2 separate regions of the Mus musculus genome follow, and region 2 is linked to region 1. A link is a contact called in public HiChIP or PLAC-seq data. All regions are on one chromosome and are shown on one strand. The core of a region is the stretch at or near the end of the contact, and the rest is flanking DNA. Distances in the headings are between cores, read along the strand shown. Region 1 holds the start of Rpp25l (ribonuclease P/MRP 25 subunit-like). Region 2 overlaps Ubap1 (ubiquitin-associated protein 1).

Region 1 (3,536 bases), core at 954-3,453:
CACATAAAATAAAAATAAATAAAGCCTTAAAGGAAAACTAGGGACAGAAGAGGAGAGGTGTGTTAATGAGTGAAAGCAACCGCTCTTGTCAGTCTGTGGGCGGCTGTTTCAGGATCGGGCCTAGGATGGAGAGTGCCTGTTTTGTAGTTTGCTCCTCATACTGGAGGTTATTCAAGCACCATGTCTTGTAGGTTTAGAGGGAATAATGAGGCAGGAAGTTTGGTGGGGCGTGGCTATACTCCTCAGCTATACGTTGGCCTACAGGACCAGTGTGTGGCGATCACTGAAGAGTCTAAGGCTCTCCTGGAAGGGTATAACAAGACTGTATCCTTTGTGCTTCGTGCTCCTTAATGGGTATCTCCTCCCTCCTACACTCTCATCCCAGTCTCTTCTCCCCCTCACCCCTTTGGGCACATGCAAAGTCATTCAAACCCCTGTTGTCACCTTGACCTGTCGCCAGACAATGCTTCTCTCCAAGCAGTTTGTGCAGTGGGATGAGTTACTCTGCCAGCTAGAGGCTGCCAAGCAAGTGAAGCCAGCAGAGGAATGACAGCCACTCCCCACGTCCCCACCAGGGGAAGGCAGGCGGCTCGAGGGCCTCGCACCAACCTGTCTCTATAAGGCAGAGACAGCTTCATCTCTGAATTCAGATACTACCTGTCTGTGTTCGACTGGCGGCTCTGAGGTCAGGGTCAGGTTGACCTTAGAGTCATGATCTGTACTCCCTGTCAATGTATTTATTCCAGTGACAATAAACTTGAACGACCACTAAAGGAGCCTGTTGGCCTGCTGATGTAAGACGGGCTCAGCTGTGAGGATTTGGGAGGTGAAGGGGAGAGCTGTCAACCCCTTGGGGTGGGGCCAGGAGCTATACTCCTGATCTGGTTTGCGGAGAGATAAAGAGTTCTTACATCATTTGACTGATACAGTGGGGCATTGTATATTTATTTACCCCATACTTGCCAATTACCCTCTAAATATCATCCTATGGTAAGGAGGGCACAGGAGGGACGCCTATACCTCACAGGGTTTGGGGAAGACCAGGTGGGCCCACATGTCAGATGGTCATGGAGGAGCAGGCAGGGACGTTCAGAACCAAGGCAGCACAGCCTTGTGTCTACATTATACCAGTAGCCAGAGAAGGAGCCCAAGAGGTTTGGATGTAGGAAATTTTAGGAATGGGGGAGAGAAAGCAGGGAGAAACAGCTATAAAGCAACGCGCTCCACCAAATGTATGCTGCCCTCTTGTGGTCTGAGGGAGTGCCTTGGCGCCTTCAAGTGCCTGTATGGCACCCAACCTGTGGAGTTGTCAGCATCTCAAATGCAGCGTGTCCAAACTGATCTGAAACTAGCATTTACCCTAGACTATTCTACCGGAAGAGTCGCCCGTTCTTCCCCAAAACTTCATCAGAGTTTTCTCTCTCTCTTTTTTTTTGAGCTTTTCGAGACAGGGTTTCTCTGTGTAGCCCTGGCTGTCCTGGAACTCACTCTGTAGACCAGGCTGGCCTCGAACTCAGAAATCCACCTGCTTCTGCCTCCCAAGTGCTGGGATTAAAGGCGTGAGCCACCACTGCCCGACTTCATCCAAGTTTTCTATCAAGTTTCTACCATCCTCAATTCTTGCTGTTTCTGTGGTTAGCATATCATCGGACAAATATTGGAGGGCCTATTTTACTCTGGATACTGAACTAGGCTCTGTGGGCACGCCCCCGTGGCCGAAGCGCTACGGTGATGTTGAGTACAGCCCCTTCCAGGGTCACCAGTAGCTGTTGCCCCGACTACCGGATCCACCCAGCTTATACACCAATCCTCTCAGCCAATGAGTTATGCACTCGCTTAGATCCTCCTGAAAACCGCCGGGGTCGTCCAGTGTCCCAGGATGAGAAGAAAGCTCAGGACTCCGTAAATAAGAGTCTCACCTGCTTTTATCCACCAGGGGCTTCGCTTTCGCTGCTCCGGTGTGTCAGCAGGTGACGCATGCCGTCCATCTTTTAAAGGCACAAATCTGCGTTCTTCGGGCGCAAGACTCCTCCGATAGCCGTTCCTTTCCCGGGTGGGCCCTCTGCAGGTAGCGGGGTGCTCCGGGATCAACGCGCCGACCGCTGGAGGCCGGCCAGATGCCACCATCACAGGCGAACAGCAGCCCGGGTTTCTCTCAGGCCCCGCCCCCTGCGTGCGCGGCCCCGCGGCTCCGCGCGCTCCCGGTCTGCGCGCCATCTTGGCTACTCCGTGAGGGTCGAGCGTCTACTGGCGACCGTGGTAAGAGCCAAATCCCAGGAGATGGGGACTCAGAGCTGGGGAAAGGGGAAATGCCTGCTGCCTGAAACAGCGGCCCACGATTGGGGAGCCCGCCAACCGCTCACGAGTGGTCCGAAGCAGCTCTCCGGTCGAGTTCCCGAGTGGCCCTGTTCAAGCCAGCCTACTCTATTAATGTGGGGGTGAGGTCTTCTCTGCCCCCATGCACCCCGTGCTCGTAGGCAGGGTCGATTCTTTCTTTGGGGAGTACTTTCTTGGGGAGTGAGGCCTCGTGGCTGTGCCCCAGGGAGTTTGGAGCCAAGAGTCTCTGGAAGCACAAAGTAAGGGAGCCTTGTCCCAGTCCTTGCAGCCTTGTGAGGAGAGCCCGCCTGTTCTTGGCAAGTTGTGGGCGAGGGGTCTGGGACCTAGCCCCCAGGAGCTTGAGATCATAAAGAAGTACAGGCCTACCCACCAGAGAGCCTGGTTTGGGGGAATTTGGTCTTGCCCGTGTTAGAAACTCGTGGATGTATTTAGAAAGGGGTCTAAGGACTCGATAATTCTTGGCCCCAGCCTTGAGACGCTGGGGTGAGGAACAAGGCGATAATCTGGAGGGAGTGATGGAGGATGGACCTGGTCATGTTCCCGCCACTCATCTGACTCTTACCCGCAGTGCATATCCAGAGAGAGACCCACCAACGTCGCGAGGGCAGAATGGAACAGTACCGGAGGGCCGGCTCTGTAGAGCTTCCAGCCTCATCACCAATGCCCCAGCTACCTCCTGACACTCTGGAAATGCGAGTCCGAGATGGGAGCAAAATCCGAAACCTGCTAGGGCTGGCGCTGGGTCGTTTGGAAGGGGGAAGCACCAGGCACGTGGTGTTCTCAGGCTCTGGCCGGGCTGCTGGAAAGGCTGTCAGCTGTGCAGAGATTGTCAAAAGGCGGGTTCCGGGCCTACACCAGCTCACCAAGCTCCGCTTCCTGCAAACGGAGGACAGCTGGGTCCCAACTTCACCAGACACGGGACTAGACCCCCTCACAGTCCGACGCCACGTGCCTGCGGTGTGGGTACTGCTTAGTCGGGACCCCTTGGACCCCAGTGAATGTGGCTACCAACCCCCAGGTGCACCTCCTGGCCTGGGTTCCATACCTAGTCCCAGCTGTGGCCCCAGACCCCGAAGGAGGGCTCGGGACACCCGGTCCTGAAGATCTGCTGCGCCTGACTGTTCTCTAGACCTGAATATCTGTGCCTTCTCTAAGAAGAGCTTGTGCCGGCAAGGCTTAAGTCTACCGAACTTGCCCCT
Region 2 (4,035 bases), core at 768-3,267, 350 kb after region 1:
AGAGAGAAAGAGAGAGATTGAGAGAGATTGAGAGAGATTGAGATTCCTTAGCAGGTCAAGTGCATTCCATAGCCAGGAGTACATGAGCAGTACAAACTGGACTCAGCTATTTTAAAGACATAAAGTTGGAGGTCTCGGGTAGAGATGGATCTGGGCAGAGTTACAGGAAAGAGTGGGGGATGAATATGATAAACCTAAATTACAGGAAATTCTCTAGGAATTAATGAAAATATTTGTAACACACACTCAGAGGCAGTCCTCAGTATCATGACCTCCTCATCCAGCATGTCAACCACTTCACAACAATATTGAGAAATTATTTTTAGAAAACTGTTTAAGGACTACGGCGATGGCTTGGTAAGTAAAGCACTCTATGTGCAGGCTGAAAGCTTGTCTTAAATCTCGAGGACCCACTTAAAATTCAAACACTGCCAGGCGTGGTGGTGCACACCTGTAATCCCAGCACTTGGGAGGCAGAGGCAGGTGCATTTCTGAGTTCGAGGCCAGCCTGGTCTACAAAGTGAGTTCCAGGACAGCCAGGGCTACACAGAGAAACCCTGTTCTCGGAAAAAAAAACAAAAAACAAAAACAGGCACACTGGCACACATGAAAATAACAGTGCTTGGGGAGCAGGGACAGGAGGAGCCTGAGGTCTCACTGGCCAGAAACTCTAGCCAAATCCACTACTCTCAGTCTTAGTGAGAGACCCTGTGTTAAAAAAAAAAAAAAAAAAAAAAGTAGGCAGTAAGCAACAGAGGAGGACATCTGATGTTGACTGGACTACACACACAGAGAGAATGGGGGGGGAGGGGGCAAAGAAACAGGCAAAGAGACAGACAGACAGACAGACTTAAAATGTTAGGTTAGGGCCAGAGAAAATGGCTCGGTGGGTAAAAGTGCTTGCTACCATGCAGGGTGTGGTGGCGCACGCCTTTAATCCCAGCACTTGGGAGGCAGAGGCAGGCGGATTTCTGAGTTCAAGGCCAGACTGGTCTACCAAGTGAGTTCCAGGACAGCCAGGGCTATACAGAGAAACCCTGTCTCGAAAAACAAAACAAAACAAAACAAAAGTGCTTGCTACCACAATCTCCTAAATCCATGTGGTGAAAGAGAGAAGTTGTTCACTGACTTCCACTCATGCCATGGGCATGCACACACAGGCACATACATCATAATATCAATATTAATTATAGGGGCTGGCGAGATGACTCAGTGGATAAGAGCACTGACTGCTCTTCCAGAGGTCCTGAGTTCAATTCCCAGCAACCACATGTAATGAGATCTGACGCCTTCTTCTGGTGTATCAGAAGTCAGCTACAGTGTACTTATGTATAATAATAAATAAATCTTTGGGTCAGAGCAAGCAGGGACTGAGCGAGCAGAGTTGACCAGAGCGAGTAGGGTTAACCAGAGCTAACCAGAGGTCCTAAAAATTCAAGTCCCAACAACCAAATGAAGGTTTGGAACCATCTGTACAGCTACAGTGTACTCATATACAAAAAATAATTTATAATAATAGTAATAATAATAGGAGATGTAGTAGCACACAGCTTTAACCCAGCCCTTAGGAAGCTGGGGTAGGTAGCCTCTGTGAGTTCCAAGCCAGCCTGGTCTACACAGCAAACTCCAGGCTAGCCAAGGCTACATACTAAGACCTTGTCTCAACATCAATGACACCACCACCACCAATACAAAGAAAAAAGAGAACAAGTAACCGAAAGTAAGATGTGTACAAGTCACGTGTGTCCCTCTACAATTACTGATGCTAGACAACATCCTCTCATGATTATTCAGTAGGATAGTGTATCTGGAAGATCTCCCACCTGAGCTACTGACTGTGAACTGCACAGTTTGAGTGATGTAACACCACATGAACAAACACAGTATTATGCAACTTACATGTGTATGTGTGGCAATATAAATTTTCAAAGATATTTCACAAAGTTTGTAAGCAACAACTGCTGCGTCATTCTGACACAGCTGAGTGACTCCAGCTCAGAAGAGCTCTGCAGCACAAGCTGCCGTGCAGCCTAGTGGACCACTGCCACAATGATGTGCAGTGTCTAAAACCATGCCTGTATGTGTATGCCATATTAGTGAGGTGTCAAAGGAGACAGAGGCAATGGATCCCCTGGAGATGGTGGAACTGGGGCAGTTGTGGCTGATGGGAACCAAACCTAACTCCTCTGAATGACTAATTTATTATCTCAACTGCTGAGCCAGCTCTCCCAGCCCCCAATGCAGTTTTTAAAATGGAAAATCAGTTGTACAAAAATCTGAAGTCTCCGGGTGGTGGTGGCGGTGGCGCATGCCTTTAGTCCCAGCACTTGGGAGGCAGAGGCAGGCGGATTTCTGAGTTCGAGGCCAGCCTGGTCTACAGAGCGAGTTCCAGGACAGCCAGGGCTGCACAGAGAAACCCTGTCTTAGGAGGAAAAAAAAAAATCTGAAGTCTTGGATTCTTCTGGGTAAGTGCCTACTAAAGAACAAAATGGTCTAATCTTAACTATTTAGGAGTCTAAATTCTCTACAAGTGCAAATAATAAAACTTAGTTCAGTGATGGGCACATTCCTTTAGTCCCAACCCTCAGGAGCCAAAGAGATCACGTGTCCAAAAAAAATAGTTTGGGGATAATCTTGATTTTTTTGAGACAGGATTTTGATAATGTAGCAAAGATTTATTTTATTTATTTTATGTAAGTTCACTGTAGCTGTCTTCAGACACCAGAAGAGGGAATCAGGTCTCTTTACAGATGGTTGTGAGCCTCCATATGGTTGCTGGGATTTGAACTCAGAACCTCCTGAAGAGCAGCCAGTACTCTTAACCACTGAGCCATCTCTCCAGCCCCCATAAAACATTTAAAAAAAAAAATACCCTAGGTCCAATACCCAGAGAAACACACACACACACACACACACACACAGGAAGAAGGGGGAAGATGAGAGAAACAAAACAATGAGCTCCTGTGTAACACTCTAAATCTTACTTGTACCTTCATAACGCTCCAACTGACACAGCAAACTGCTTTTGGGGAATGGGGGGGCATGCGTGTGATGCAGGACCAAAACAGACCTCATTAACTAAAGGCTTAGAACCTCCATCCAAACAGATGGAGAAGCTACAACCATGAACAGAAAAAGGACTAACGCTGAAGCACAAGAGGCAGGCCCATGTGTAGCTCTGAAGGCCACAGTGTAAGCAGGCATTTGAAGCAATCCTTTTAAACAACTGCAGGCCCTGAGATGCACATGCTGTTTTGTACAACTCTATATTACTCAGGCTGCTCAGTATAAAGAAACAATAACATAATACTAAATTAACTCAAATTCCCTGATCAAATCATAGCTTAAATCTTAATATTTAACACCACTCACCATGAACATCTGTCCCCAACTTCTTAGAAGCCATTTAGAACCTGAAAAAGAAGGGAAGGTTTCTTAGGCACTATGTCTTGAAACAGTATAAACAAGAGACAAAAACAAACAACAACAGCAGAGCACTAATGTTCCAGGACTCGGTCTTCACGCTTCACTCCCAAGTCCTCCAAAGGAGGCCCAATAGAGGAGAGCTTCACTATTCTTAAACTTACATTTTCCTACTGTGTTACATCCCCATGTGCTGCCTGCACAGTGCTTGTCTGGAGGTCAGAGAACAACTCTGTGGAGCCCATGTTCTCCTCCATCATGTGAGCCCCAGGGATGACACCCAAGGCTTCTAGCCTGGCATCAGCACCTTTACCTGACAAGCCTCTGTAGCTCCTAGAGCTGAGGGTTCTGGAGGAAACATGTGGTCTGTAAATGGGGACAGGGGCAGGGGACCACAGAGAACGTGAGGCCAGCCTAGGCTACACAGTGGAGTTTCAGGCTAGCCTAAACAGAACAGCTCTACCTCAAAACCAAAAAATTCTAAAAGGAAATTTAAATATTTATTAAACCCGAAGGCTGAGGAAATAGTGGAGGAATAACATACTGGCAGTCACCAATCAATGACTCTGTCATAAAAGAAAACTATCACTAAGCTGATCTTCCTGATGTAAA

The links. HiChIP or PLAC-seq counts read pairs in DNA pulled down with a chosen protein or histone mark.
Region 2: an H3K4me3 HiChIP or PLAC-seq map of bone marrow-derived macrophages shows a contact between it and region 1, with 2.3 times the contacts expected there. The contact joins the enhancer-like site here to the promoter of Rpp25l in region 1. A contact is called at or near these places in 4 of 39 promoter capture datasets (the C10 cell line, the HPC-7 cell line, cranial neural crest and 1 more), 2 of 115 datasets of contacts at active chromatin or transcription factors (bone marrow-derived macrophages and microglia) and 1 of 9 other capture datasets (adipose tissue).

Annotation. Positions count from the first base shown.
Region 1 is chr4:41,712,184-41,715,719 of GRCm38.p6, reverse strand. Rpp25l (ribonuclease P/MRP 25 subunit-like) reads left to right here and starts at 2,203. Exons shown (of 2, transcript NM_027278.3): 1 at 2,203-2,259; 2 at 2,906-3,536. The coding sequence starts at 2,947. The coding sequence ends at 3,438. Dctn3 (dynactin 3) reads left to right here. Exons shown (of 7, transcript NM_016890.4): 6 at 265-324; 7 at 461-922. The coding sequence ends at 550.
Region 2 is chr4:41,366,268-41,370,302 of GRCm38.p6, reverse strand. Ubap1 (ubiquitin-associated protein 1) reads right to left here. Exons shown (of 7, transcript NM_023305.3): 2 at 3,373-3,413. The coding sequence starts at 3,406. Among named protein-coding and RNA genes, the nearest start is that of Ubap1, 19 kb to the right of the region's middle. Within about 2 kb of position 2,017, at least 63 of the 459 cell types and tissues checked have an H3K27ac peak or open chromatin away from gene starts, as enhancers often do. A contact at or near this core is called in adipose tissue and bone marrow-derived macrophages, where this site is marked.